Regions from separate parts of the Sus scrofa genome. Here all the other regions are linked to region 3. A link is a contact called in public Hi-C data. All regions are on one chromosome and are shown on one strand. The core of a region is the stretch at or near the end of the contact, and the rest is flanking DNA. Distances in the headings are between cores, read along the strand shown. Region 1 has its middle 45 kb from the start of CTLA4. Region 2 has its middle 71 kb from the start of CD28. Region 3 has its middle 47 kb from the start of RAPH1.

Region 1 (4,007 bases), core at 610-3,109, 190 kb before region 3:
TTTGAAATTGTTCTCCTGGTAGCCAGGATTTTCAAAGGTAAGGAATAAAATATCTCCTTTCTATCACGGTTACTACTAGTACTTTTTGTTTTTGTCTGGTTTGGTTATTAATAATCTATGTATAAGGAAGTTTTGATCTTCTTTCTTGGGGAGGGGCTGTTGGTATAGTTTAGTTCATATCATGGACAGTCATCATTCCTTTTGGCTGCCTGCCATGTCAACATCCTGCCTATATTTGAAGAGTTGCCTTTCTAACAAGTCTTCAAGGGAGGCAGAGCCCACTTGCCCCTATAAATACTGAAATGCCAGGTATTTCCTTTCCAGGCATCCCCGGCAAGTGTTGATAGTCCCAGGATCCAGGACTCACCAATCAGAGGCAACCACTGTGGAGTGTGAATCAGCTGCTAGTGGCACAAAGAAGCCACTCTGAAGACTCTCTCCAGAGGTGGTGGCATTCTTGGCAAGATGGTGTTTCCATGGCAGCACTGATTGCAAGTTGTTCCCATCCCGTACCTGGAGCAGAAGTGCTGCTGCATCAGAGACAGAGCATAGCGTCTGGCAAGGGCAGTGGCAGTGTGGCACTGTGTGGCACAGGTGTGGTTATTTTGCCCTGCTCCTGTAGCTCTAAGCCCGATTCTACTATTTTGCCAGCAACCCGACAAGCAACCCAATGTCATTTTAATAAATCATATCTGTTTGCATTGCCTTCAACTAAGAATTCTGACAGATTCTGAGAGCCTAAGCAGATGATAAAGATTCAGAAAGCTGGTGCTGGGCTTGTCCCACTTCTGGGGAGTCCTAGGCCAGTAGCGATATTTCCTTCTTTTCAGACTTAAGACCAGAGAGCCAGCCACCTAAGGGAGGCTTTTAACATCTCAGCCTGCAAGTACATGTTCGGTGGAGCATAAAAGAAATCAGATCAAAGCAATGAACTGTACTGTACTGAATGGGGAAGTGTCAAGAGACAGCAAGCAATAGGCCCCCGTGAACTGTGAATATTTGAAACCACAAATTGAAAAGCTGTGCTCCCTTGGGTCTTTCTCTTGGTCTGTTTTGAATAAGACTCCCATTTCTGTTAAGGTAACTCCAGAGATATGCAAATAAGTGGTTCAGACTATTTACTTTTAAAAAATTAATCAACAAAATTTTAGCAGGGATGTATCACATATAGAGTACAAGTGGGGATTGTGAAGGATCCAGAAATGAATTGGATGCAGGCATCAACAACTATATATTTATAAAAATGTCATGCTATGTGCACACCCAGTACTCCAATTAATTCCAAGTGTTACATGCTTTCAATACTTCCTATAATAAATATTTTTCATTACCAAGGTAATATTGCTTTAAAAAAAAAACAATTCCAACATGCATAAATAGAGTTTATTTTCCTATGTAAATCAAAAATATTTATACAATCTTTTATGCACTTTTATGCACTAAAATAATAAAATCCCAAACATTCTGGAAAAAATCTAGAATTCTAGATATAGAAAACTATCTCTCCCATAGATTACAAACATTAGATGTACCTATTCTTTAAAATATTTGTTTCTATGAGAATTCAGAAAAACTCTTCTTCAAGATTCCTCAGGGAGCGTCTTTGGAGTGACATCATGAACTCTGATGTAGTTGTGTGAATGCCAGATAAAATAGAAAGAAATAATTTTGCTTAACACACAGCTTTGGGAGTATACTGTGGAGTCAGATTTCAGTGTGGTCTGTTTCAAGTTAGACATCCTTCCAATAACAGGAATGAGAATAAATAAGATTTCACTGCAGGCCCCGGGAGGATGTCCCCCTGGGACAGGGGCCATCCTGGCACACACATACAACACTCACAGCAGTACCAGATACAGTGTGTTCCCAGGAACATACAGCTGTCCTCTGGCCCCACATTCTCCATCCCACTGAGTAGTGTCAATATCCTGCTGCACCAAGAAAGCCAGGACAAGACCTACTGCTGCCCCAGAGAAAGCCCAGGGTCCAGATCAAGTCCATGGACACATGCTGCTGTCACCCTGGGGCTTCAGATCCCAGGACTCCACACAGGGACCCGCGTATTTGGTGTCCCTCTCTTTTGCAGCTTGCCTACTCCTGCCTCTCCCCTGTGGGTCCACTTGCTGCCATGCCCCAAACAGGGAACTCCCACGGAAGAGAAGACATAAAAACTCAATTTTCCATGTTCTTTGTCCTATGATCTAGGTCTTTGGGGCAACAGTGTAGATCTCCCTTTCTGGAAATCAGTGTGGACATTCCCTACAGTCCACACAGCTGCTCAGTCATCAGTGCCCCACATCCAAGATATTCTGGCAGAATTCACAGAAAACTTCTTAAGTCAACATCAAAATCTTTCAAGACTTCATGCTCATTTTTTGCTCAGAAAGTAACCCCGCAGTCTCATCCACATGAGAACAAGAGGACCAGCTAAAGCTGAACACGATCCATGTTGGACATTGTGATAGAATAATAAATATACTTGCTCTTTGTCCCTGGTTCCTGGCACAGAACTCCTAAAACCCTTGGAATTTCCTGATAGGAGTGTCTTGTTTTATTCATCATGAGCCCTTTTCAATCACACCTGAGTTTATGCTAATAAAGTGACTTAGGGTAGGGCCACTCAATAGCCTTAGGGTGGAGCTGATCATAGGAGAAACCAGGTGATCAGACAGTTGGACCTTTCAGTCCCACTCACCAATCTTGGAGGAAGGGAGGGAGGGACTGGAAATAAGGTCTTAAGAATCCTTGAGCAAGGAGATTGGGAGAGCTTCTGGCTGGTAAATACATCCATGCATCAGAGAAGGCAGAGCGCCTGCAGATGGTGTAGGCATTGCTGGTTCCATACCCCACTCATCTCACAACTTGCCCTTTGCCTTTCTTCCATGTGGTTGTTCCTGATTTGTATCCTTTATAGCAAATCTGTAAATATAAGCAAAGTTTTCCTGGATCTGTGAGCCATTCTGGCAAATTGCCAAACCTGGTTGTCAGGGGGCGGGGGGGGGGGCAGTGGTCATAGGAACCCTCCAATTTAGAGCTAGTTAACCAGGTAGCCTGGAACTTGAAACTGGCATCTGGAGAGGGTGCAGTTCTTTAACCTGGGGATCTGATGCTACTCCAGGTATATAGTGTCAAGAGTTGAGGTGAATTATAGACATCCAGCTGGTGTCAGAGAATTGGTTGGAGTCAGAGAAAATACCCCATGGACATCCATGACTCACTCTGGGAAAGATGTGGTCACTTGGACCTTAGGAGACATGGCCTATAAATGCCAAAGCTGATGAGTGCCTTCTTTTCCAGAATCTAGTTTATTTTGCTATTCCTTTGCCAATGAAAAAAAGTTAAATGTAAGCTCTCCCAGAGGCCACAAACCAATAAATCATAGCCTAGCTCTTAAGGGATAAGATATATTCGTCTACTTGGGCTGCCATAGCAGAATAGTCTGGGGGGCTTAAACAACAGGAATTTATTTTCTCAAAGTTCTGGAAACCACAAGATCAAGGTGCCAGCAGGATTGGTATCTGGTGAGACCTCTCTCCTTGGGTTGAAGATGGCCACCTTCCACCCTGTCCTCACAAGGCCTTTCTTCTGGGTATAGAGAGGGAGAGCGATTTAGTGTCTCTCTCTTCTTATCAGGGCAACAGTCCTATGGGATCAGGATCTCATTTAACCATTAATTCTCCAAAGTCCTTATCCTCCACATACAGTCACACTGGAGCTTCAGGTTTCATCACATGAATTTTAGGGGGACACATTTAGCCCATCATTGGAGGGAAGCCTCTATTTGTTCTCTAGAACCAAGCTGAACTACATCACTACTTCCAGCCACTGGAACATAGAATTAGAGAATGTTACAGATGAAGGAACCTCCTTCATCTTACAGTGAGGAAGCTGGGTTCCAGGTGGGTGAAGTGACTTGCTCATGGATATAGCTTCAGAGTGGCTAGGCTGAGAGTGGAACCCAAACTCTCTCCTACCAGGTCAGGGCTCTTTCCACTGTCTCCACAACT
Region 2 (4,175 bases), core at 397-2,896, 160 kb before region 3:
CAGCCTGAGGTTGATCTCAGCTGCTCTTACACCTGGGCCACAGGACAATCTTCAGAATGAACTTCAGCACTGCCTACGGAACATACGTTTGGAAGTCAGAGCATCTGACCCAAGAATAAAACCCAGGCCATGACTCCCTAAATAAACTTTAGCCATCACATCTTTGGAAAGAGCCTCAAGTACATTTTGGGGGATAGAAGAGAAGCAGATGATGACAGGGAGTAAACACACATTCATGATGGTTGGGAACCTTGAAACAGAACTAGGAGCTGGATTGTTGCTTTTTAACAATGGATATATCTGCAGGCTGAAGGTCAACCTGGATAATGAAGTTAAGAGAATCTGGATACAGAGTGACAGGGAAAAGGGGATAATACTAATAATTATTATTATTATAACAATAGTTACCTCCTAGAGGAATAAGAGCTAAATGAGCTAATACATGTAAAGCTTTTGTCTAACACATGGTAAACCTTGCGCAAACGATTATTACTCTTATTTACAAGGTTCAAGTCTGCCTTTAGCATTAGCCAAAATGAGCTGGACTTAATATATCATTCAAAGAGCTCCATTTTGGAAGATATATATATATATATCATATATATGTATTTATATGTATGACTGGCTCACTTTGCTGTGCAGCAGAAATCGGCACAATATTATAAATCAACTATGCTTTAGTAATAATTTTAAAAAAGGGTCAAGACATTCAATTAAGCATATAAGAGGAAAAAGAAAAGAAAGGAAGGAAGGAGGAGAGAGGAACAGAGAAAGAAAATTAAGAAGTAAATAAGGAAATAAAATTCAGAGCCTAAATTTAAAGTTAAAAGATTATCTTACAAGGTCTGGCACTTGTCTTGATATGAGTCCCTCTAAAATTGTGCCATACGACTCCACTAAGTTCAGTCAAAGGACATATATTTTAAACCAGTGCTTCCCAGTCAGAGGGCAGAAAATTCCCCAAGAGCTTGGGGAACTATGCCAATGGGTGCCCAATCCACAGATACAAGTGTGGTTAACTTTCTCTGATGTAGCATCAATTACAAAGATGCTGTTGACAAGTATATTCATATAAATTATCTTTGAAGAAATTTTTAGACAAATTTGTTTCAAAGTACTACCAAATTCTTAGAAGCTTCTTGTTATTACTCCTCAAGCAAAAGATACCGTTCTGTGGAAAAGGTGATAAAGAGATAATGTCACAAGAGGGAGAAGCTTAAAAGACAGTCATACTTTTATTTCCAATAATGGCAGGATGAGTTTTTAGATCAACCCTGTTACTAAAAATAAATAGAGCTATGTAGTTATCATGTTATGGACTTCCTTAATGGGCTTTTTTAAACACTTGAGACACCATAATGGATATGGTCCATATTCAAAGAATCCGCAAAGAACATACAGATTGGGAACTAACATAGCTGCAGAGGTGACACAGAAAAATAAAAGTGGGATAAGTTTCATCTGTAAAGTCTTTTAGAAAGACCTGAATTTTGAGCTATTCTTGGAAAAATATGAATTGCCAGAATGATGTGGGGAAGGCATTTCAGGTCCAAGCCCAGCAATTTTCCAGAGGACGAAATCTGAGTCCTGTGTATGGACAGCAAGGGAATGGACTTGGCTAGAACAGAAGGACCCTAATGATCTTGAACAGAAAAATCTACGTTTCTATTGAAAAGGATCGTGGCTGGCACTTCCACATGATCCCAGCACAGAACCCAGCACAGGCCATTTTCTGAATAGTTAATAAACACATTTTGGCTGGTTGATTGATTTAATCTGACTCCAATGCAACACATATTTTATCCAGCTCTTACGCTAATGAGAAATGAAGCCAAAGAGAAAGGAGGGGGTTGGAGGGGTGAATCATCATGTGGAAGGGAATAACACTGGCCATCAATTCCAAGAAACTGGAAAACTGAAACTAACCTCTCTGAACAAACTCTTCCTGGTATTCCTGTTTATTTGGGTCTGTCAGGAGATATACAGAAAAATTCCCCCAAGATCCTGAATTGGAAAGATAGGAGTGACTTCAGTGGAGATACTATTCAGCTGGTTTGCTTTTTGTGTCCCTTGGCTTGCTTCGAGAGTGTGCCTGCTTGTCCTTTCTGCAGGCTACTTTCCTACAGGATAAAGAAGGGTGGCGGGGCAATCAATTCATTATTTGAACTGGCTCGTGGAGATGCTACCCCTTTTCCTTTATTCAACTGAAGGATTGTTTCCTGAGCAATTGATTCATGGTCATAAAATAAGCCAACAGTGTGTTTACCACTAGTCTTTACATTAAATATGAAAATATTTAGATTTGCGTCATCTGTCTCTGTGGCTCTGCATAAAATGGGATTCTTTTGGGTTCTTTTTTCTTTGTCTTTTTAGGGCCACACCCGTGGCATATGGATGTTCCCAGGCTAGGGGTCGAATGGGAGCTACAGCCACCAGCCTGCACCACAGCCACAGCAATGCCAGATCCTTAACCCACTGAGCAAGGCCAGGGATCAAACCCCTGTTGCCATGGTTACTAGTTGGATTGTTAACCACTCAGCCACAACGGGAACTCCCAAAATGAGATTCTTTGGAGGAATCTCCAAATGAATAAGCTAATAAACTAATAAATGACAACAGTATCTTTCATTTGGAAATCCATCTTGATCCTTGCTTTCCTGCAGAAATTCACAATTCCCAAGAATATCGGTTTGAATATTCACACTGTAGTGTCTAATAAAGATTGAAAACCACACAGCAGGAAAAGTGTCATGGCTACAGAGACCATTTTTCTAGATCTTCTCTTTGTCATAAAGACAGATCATCTATGTTATTAAATAAATAAATAAATAAATAAATGGAAATGTCCCAGAATAATCAGCCTCTGGAGGTTATGCAAATTGTTGGGTTAGCTTTAAGATTCAACACTTTTTTCCTCCAGTATACACCAGGGTCCCATGAATTGTTACGGGGTTTTCCATACTAAGGAAAATTTCAAAGTTTCAGATGAAAAACTTCCAATTAAACAAATGCACTATGTCACTGGAAATAAGAGCATCTGTAAATACTTTACAAAATGATTTTCTTTGTTCAGCAGAGGAAGGCCAGATGATGCAATATCTAACTTCCAGCTGCGTGCCCCTCCTCTGGTAATTCAGCTTCTATTAGTGCCATTTGAGAGACCCCTGGCCACTTACTGTGCAATTTTGATGATGCGCTTAAACTCCATTCTTCATCTCATCACTTATGAGGAAGAGAGGACAGAAATTGTTCGAGAATGCATGCGTGTCCATAAAGCAACAGCAAGATGGTTATCCTTCTCTTGGGCATTCTTTTTTAAACACAAACAGCCCCAAAGGAAGAGGGAAATCAGTCAGACACCTTGGGGTATTCAGAGTGAAGGAAATCCTTCCACAGGATGAAGTTATACATCCCACAGAAAGTACATAAACAGCATTACAAGCTGGATATGGTTGTGATTTCTCTGAAGTTTTCCATTTTCCAAGCTTTGAAAACCATTCATCGTTTTAGTGTGCCAAAATACTTTAACTAATAGGTTGGCTGCCTTTAGGAGGTTAAAAGACAGGCAGAGAAAAATTCCCTAAATAGAACACTATGGAAATATTTTAGTTGATTTAAACATATTCTTAGCACTTAGAATTGATAATATGAACAGAGCCAGATGTTAAACGGTAAATTATGAAAATCAGAGTGTTGAACTGAAATAGCTGTTAAATCAGCCATTTAGTGGATGGAGGGTGGAGGAGTGGCACAGTTAATTGCTTGTATTGTGAAGAAGAAAACAAAACAAATGCCTGATAAGATTTTTAATTTTTCAACCTTGTCTGCAGTCTGAATCCAGAGGACTGGACTCTTCCCTACTTTCTAAAACTTTGCCCCAAGATTGATGTCCTGTGTTCCAGTATAATGAAAAAACATTTTTTTTAAGATTTATGACTTGGAAATCTCTCATGCGGACCTTCAAAGGTGTCGTATGTACGACCATGGTTTTGGGGTTGTGGATTAGACTCTCAGATGATGCCCAGTACTTTTCCTCTCCCCTCTCCCATGTGCTCTCTGAACTATATCCCATCACATGCTCCAACACCAAGCCCCCCAAATTAACCATTATTTGACCCAAAGAGCCAGGTGGGGTTTTGTTTGGTTTTTGTCTGTTTTCAAAAGCTGGACATATC
Region 3 (3,952 bases), core at 619-3,118:
TTCTTTTACATAGTTCCTAAATATTAACTCCTATAACGACCCTATGAAGTAGGTACAATGATGCTACCTATTTTACAAGAAGGGAACTAGGGAACTAGACATAGAGAAGTGAAGTAACTTGTGCAAGGGCACACAGCCTGGGAGAAGCAGAGCAAGAATTTGGATCCAAGCACCCAGGCTCAAAGCTCATGTTTCTAACCATTGCCCCACACAGTTTTGCTACCTTTTTTTCTGAACCATTTGTGTTTCTCTCCCCCTCTAGAGTCTAAGCTACGGTCCCTGCCATAGAGAACTTGGATAATCTTTGCGTTTCCAGTGCCTACTGCAATGCCTAGTACCTAGTGGTTCCTAATAAATGCCTGATAGATGGATGGACAGATGCATGAATAAATGAGTGAACAAATGAATACTTGCCAGGCATATTAAACACACAAACACCAGGGACTGCAGGGCCCTTGACAAAGGGAGTAACAAGGGGACACCAAGTTCAATCAACGTGATCTTCTGTGTGACAAAAGGAAGCCAGGATCCAAGCCAGGGAGTGGCTGATGGAGCTTCGTGGGGGAGGTGTGGGGATGTGGCTCATAACAGGAGCTGTGGGTCAGTCGCTTAAAAAAGCAGCTGAGGTCAGAGGAGGCTGGGGCACAGGAAATTGTTGTACAATAATCTGTTGCTTGGAAATGTCCCGCTCACCCCTTGCTATGTGGTATTTTAGAGGTTCTGCGCTCCTCATCTGAGAGAATATATGGATTTGGTCAACCATGATTTGTGTGCAGAAATGACTGTTCCCATAGATCATTGTCAAAAATCTTACAGGAATGGCACACCATAACCACTGTAAAGTAAGCTGGAGTAAGCACAGCTTGAATTCAGCCATGGGAAGGACAGACTCATTCAAAACACAACTGATCTATCTGATAGCATAAAAGCCAGAAAGACCATTTCTGAAAGAAACCTTCATACATGTTTGAGCATTCAGTGGGCCTGATTCTGCTTTTGTGCACAGATGTGGGTAAACACAGGCATTAAAGAAGACAGAAGGCACATTCACACACTATTCTCTCTCCTTTATTTCCCTCTCCAGCCAGAACCATCAAGCTAGACCATGAGTCAGAGGTCAGTAGGCATCACTCGTTTCAAGAGGAAAAAGCAAAAGTAGCTAATGTTTATTGAGTGCTTGTTTGGTGCTGGGTTTTATTCCAAGTACTTCATCTACATTCATTTACTGAGACCTCATGACAATCCCCACTTTACAGTGGCAAAGAGGCATGGCGAACTCAGGCAATTTGTGGAAGGGCACATGGCAAATAATTGGTAAAGGCAGGGTTCAAACTCAAGGCAGTACTTAGAACCACAGCTCTACAGATCATCCACTCTGAATAGAGTGAGTAATGGAATGACTGGAATGGAAAACTGGCTTCTAGCAGCCACCCCACCCACCTCACCTTTGAATACCCATTTGGAGACTATGGACTGCATATTTGCTCCTGACTATGCTGAATCACCCAGAATGCTTATCCTCTAGGTTTAATAGAGGTAAGAGAGTAGAAACATCCCAAAGACTTCCATAGATGGACAGTACAGTCTCAGGATAGAGCCTTCGCTAATCGTTGGCGGAGCACAAACAGATCCAGGAAATAATCCATCCAAGATATGACCATGAATTCTGTTCCACGCTAGGTTAGCACAAGCTGCTATTTTAAGTGACTATTTTTATTTCAAGCCACTATTACTGTCCCCAGGCTCCCCAACACACTTACTTCAGACCGAACTTATTCAAATTAGAGAATGCCTCAGCAAGACTAGGAAGCCCTTGGCACCAGATTTCCATCTTGGCAAGGAACCAGAGTAAGAAGGCCCTGCTCCGCCCTTGTGGACCAAGCCCATCCAAAGCAAACAGTTCCCATGACTGTTTACGGTAGGACAAGCTTCTTCCTTTAAACAGGGCAAACGTGGAAAATCACCCAGCCCGACACTGCTTGTTATTTTGGCGCTTCTGAAATTCAGGGAGGAGGCCTTACCAACCAGAGATCCAGCCCCCTCTTCAAATGGGGAACAGAGAAATGGGGAAGCAGATCAAATGTCCTATTGGAAGCTGTAAAGATTTGATTGTTCTCTAAAAGCACGTTCTTATCGCAATTACTTAAACAGTGACTCCATTTAATATCTCCACTTAACCAGCACCTCCTGCCACAGCTTGCAAATCCTCCCAGGTTTTCTGTGACACCACCCAGAGGAAATTCCCAGTCTGCCTGTGTTCCTCTGGCCTGCCACTGGCAAGACCAGGGAAAGGGCCTTAGGTGAGTTACTTCCCAGTCACTGGCTTCTGCTGCTGGATGACTCCAGTTGTCTAGTTAGTAATAAGGACCATCCTGTTATGGCTGACGTCCTTTGACTACCAGTAACATCTGCTAAAGTTTTAAAGAAAATATTAGCGAGTATTTACAGACCCAAGTCTGAACCTTGGTAGACCAAAATAAGACATCTGGATGACATGCAGGTGAATTGGCAGCTTTATGAAACACTGGATGAGGTTAAATGTAAGGCATCTGACCTAGGCTAGTATATGAGTGATTTGGATAAATCTACATGGATTTGAATTTGTCTTTTTTCTAGGTTCCCAAGGGTCAGGCATCCCTTATGCAAGCTTCACTGAACATTTACTGTTTTAATTCTGAAGTGACTAGGCCAATTAAAATAATAGATGGTATTAAAGACATTGGGAATAGCAAAACAATGTTTGATTTTTATTTATACGGGAGTCTCTTCTAGAAATGGAAAAGACTATCGCGACAGGACACAAAGAGAAAAACCACTCACTGAAATCTGCATGTTCCTACACCATAAAAAGAAGACGGGTGGGGGGAGTAGGAATCTTTAAGAAGGGCTTATTTACTTATGTTCAAAATAAAGTAGGTATCTGGTGCCTTCCAGGGGTTAATTCGCGATTACCCCAGATCTTGGCAACTAATGATCCAGGAAAAAAAAGCCTCTGGGAGCACAATGACATCAGAACCTCTGGCTTTTCCCTTCTATGTGTGCAGTAGAATGAGGGGTGTGCCTTACAGCAGCATCTGTTTCTCTTTGCCTCCACATGAAAACCTGAGAGGGGACATCAGTGCCACTGTCAGATTGGCCAGTGTGCAGTCGTGCTCCTACAGCAGCTGCACGTGCCTCCTGAAAACTCTCCTTCCCCCCGCAGATCAGCTTTTATATTTCTAATCCCACGAATCAAAGTGCCATGCATGGAACTACAACCTCTGCTGTATCAGCCTGGGAAATAAACAGCACCAACTCCAGGCCCCAGGGCTGTCAATGAGTTTATAATTCAAAAAAAAAAAAAAAAAGGTAAATATGACAACCCACAAATGCATACACTTTTGTACATCTTTTAAATGAAGATTGTTTGAAATGTAAAAAAAATGTATTTTATTCAGCTCTTGCTGCTTCTATTCTCTTTTAAAGTAAAGGAGATTCATTGTAGAGAGGCTTGGCTCTTCTAGAGAAGAATTTTCAGTTTTGAGCAGAGGAAAAGATGAAGAAGAAATAACATAATTAATGTTAGATTATTTACAATTGAAAACAGAATTTGGAAACATGCAATGAGTATTTAATACTCTAATTACTATTATTAGCATGTTCTTATTTTATTAAAATGGCTAATACTCTTCTCCATTCACTATCAATTCATATTCTCATTTGCAGAGCACTATAATAATCATTCTATTAATCAGGTGTTTATTACAAGTTTTCAACACTGTAGCTGATTCCTTGAGACATTGTTAAAGAGTGATTGCATTTATAGACTCCAGTTTTCTCTCTTAGGCCAGTTTGAATACATCCACCACATCAAACCAAGGCACAAATTTCAGTTTGAGTCAGTCGTATTTGTTTTCTATTTATTTACAAACCCTGACTCTTCCCAGAACGGATTTGAAGCTGCTATTATAGT

What was found. Hi-C and Micro-C count contacts between places; a contact is called where the count stands out from the background.
Region 1: a contact with region 3 is called in a Hi-C map of skeletal muscle, with 7 times the contacts expected there. The contact joins two enhancer-like sites. A contact is called at or near these places in 5 of 47 Hi-C or Micro-C datasets (heart right ventricle, liver and skeletal muscle) and 1 of 2 datasets of contacts at active chromatin or transcription factors (skeletal muscle).
Region 2: a Hi-C map of skeletal muscle shows a contact between it and region 3, with 6 times the contacts expected there. The contact joins two enhancer-like sites. A contact is called at or near these places in 6 of 47 Hi-C or Micro-C datasets (embryonic fibroblasts, fetal heart ventricle, heart right ventricle and 3 more) and 1 of 2 datasets of contacts at active chromatin or transcription factors (skeletal muscle).

Annotation. Positions count from the first base shown.
Region 1 is chr15:107,235,758-107,239,764 of Sscrofa11.1, reverse strand. No RefSeq gene overlaps it. Among named protein-coding and RNA genes, the nearest start is that of CTLA4, 45 kb to the left of the region's middle. Within about 2 kb of position 1,859, at least 17 of the 83 cell types and tissues checked have an H3K27ac peak or open chromatin away from gene starts, as enhancers often do. A contact at or near this core is called in skeletal muscle, where this site is marked.
Region 2 is chr15:107,197,377-107,201,551 of Sscrofa11.1, reverse strand. No RefSeq gene overlaps it. Among named protein-coding and RNA genes, the nearest start is that of CD28, 71 kb to the right of the region's middle. Within about 2 kb of position 1,646, at least 14 of the 83 cell types and tissues checked have an H3K27ac peak or open chromatin away from gene starts, as enhancers often do. A contact at or near this core is called in mesenteric adipose tissue, skeletal muscle and subcutaneous adipose tissue, where this site is marked.
Region 3 is chr15:107,042,572-107,046,523 of Sscrofa11.1, reverse strand. No RefSeq gene overlaps it. Among named protein-coding and RNA genes, the nearest start is that of RAPH1, 47 kb to the right of the region's middle. Within about 2 kb of position 1,868, at least 27 of the 83 cell types and tissues checked have an H3K27ac peak or open chromatin away from gene starts, as enhancers often do. A contact at or near this core is called in mesenteric adipose tissue, skeletal muscle and subcutaneous adipose tissue, where this site is marked.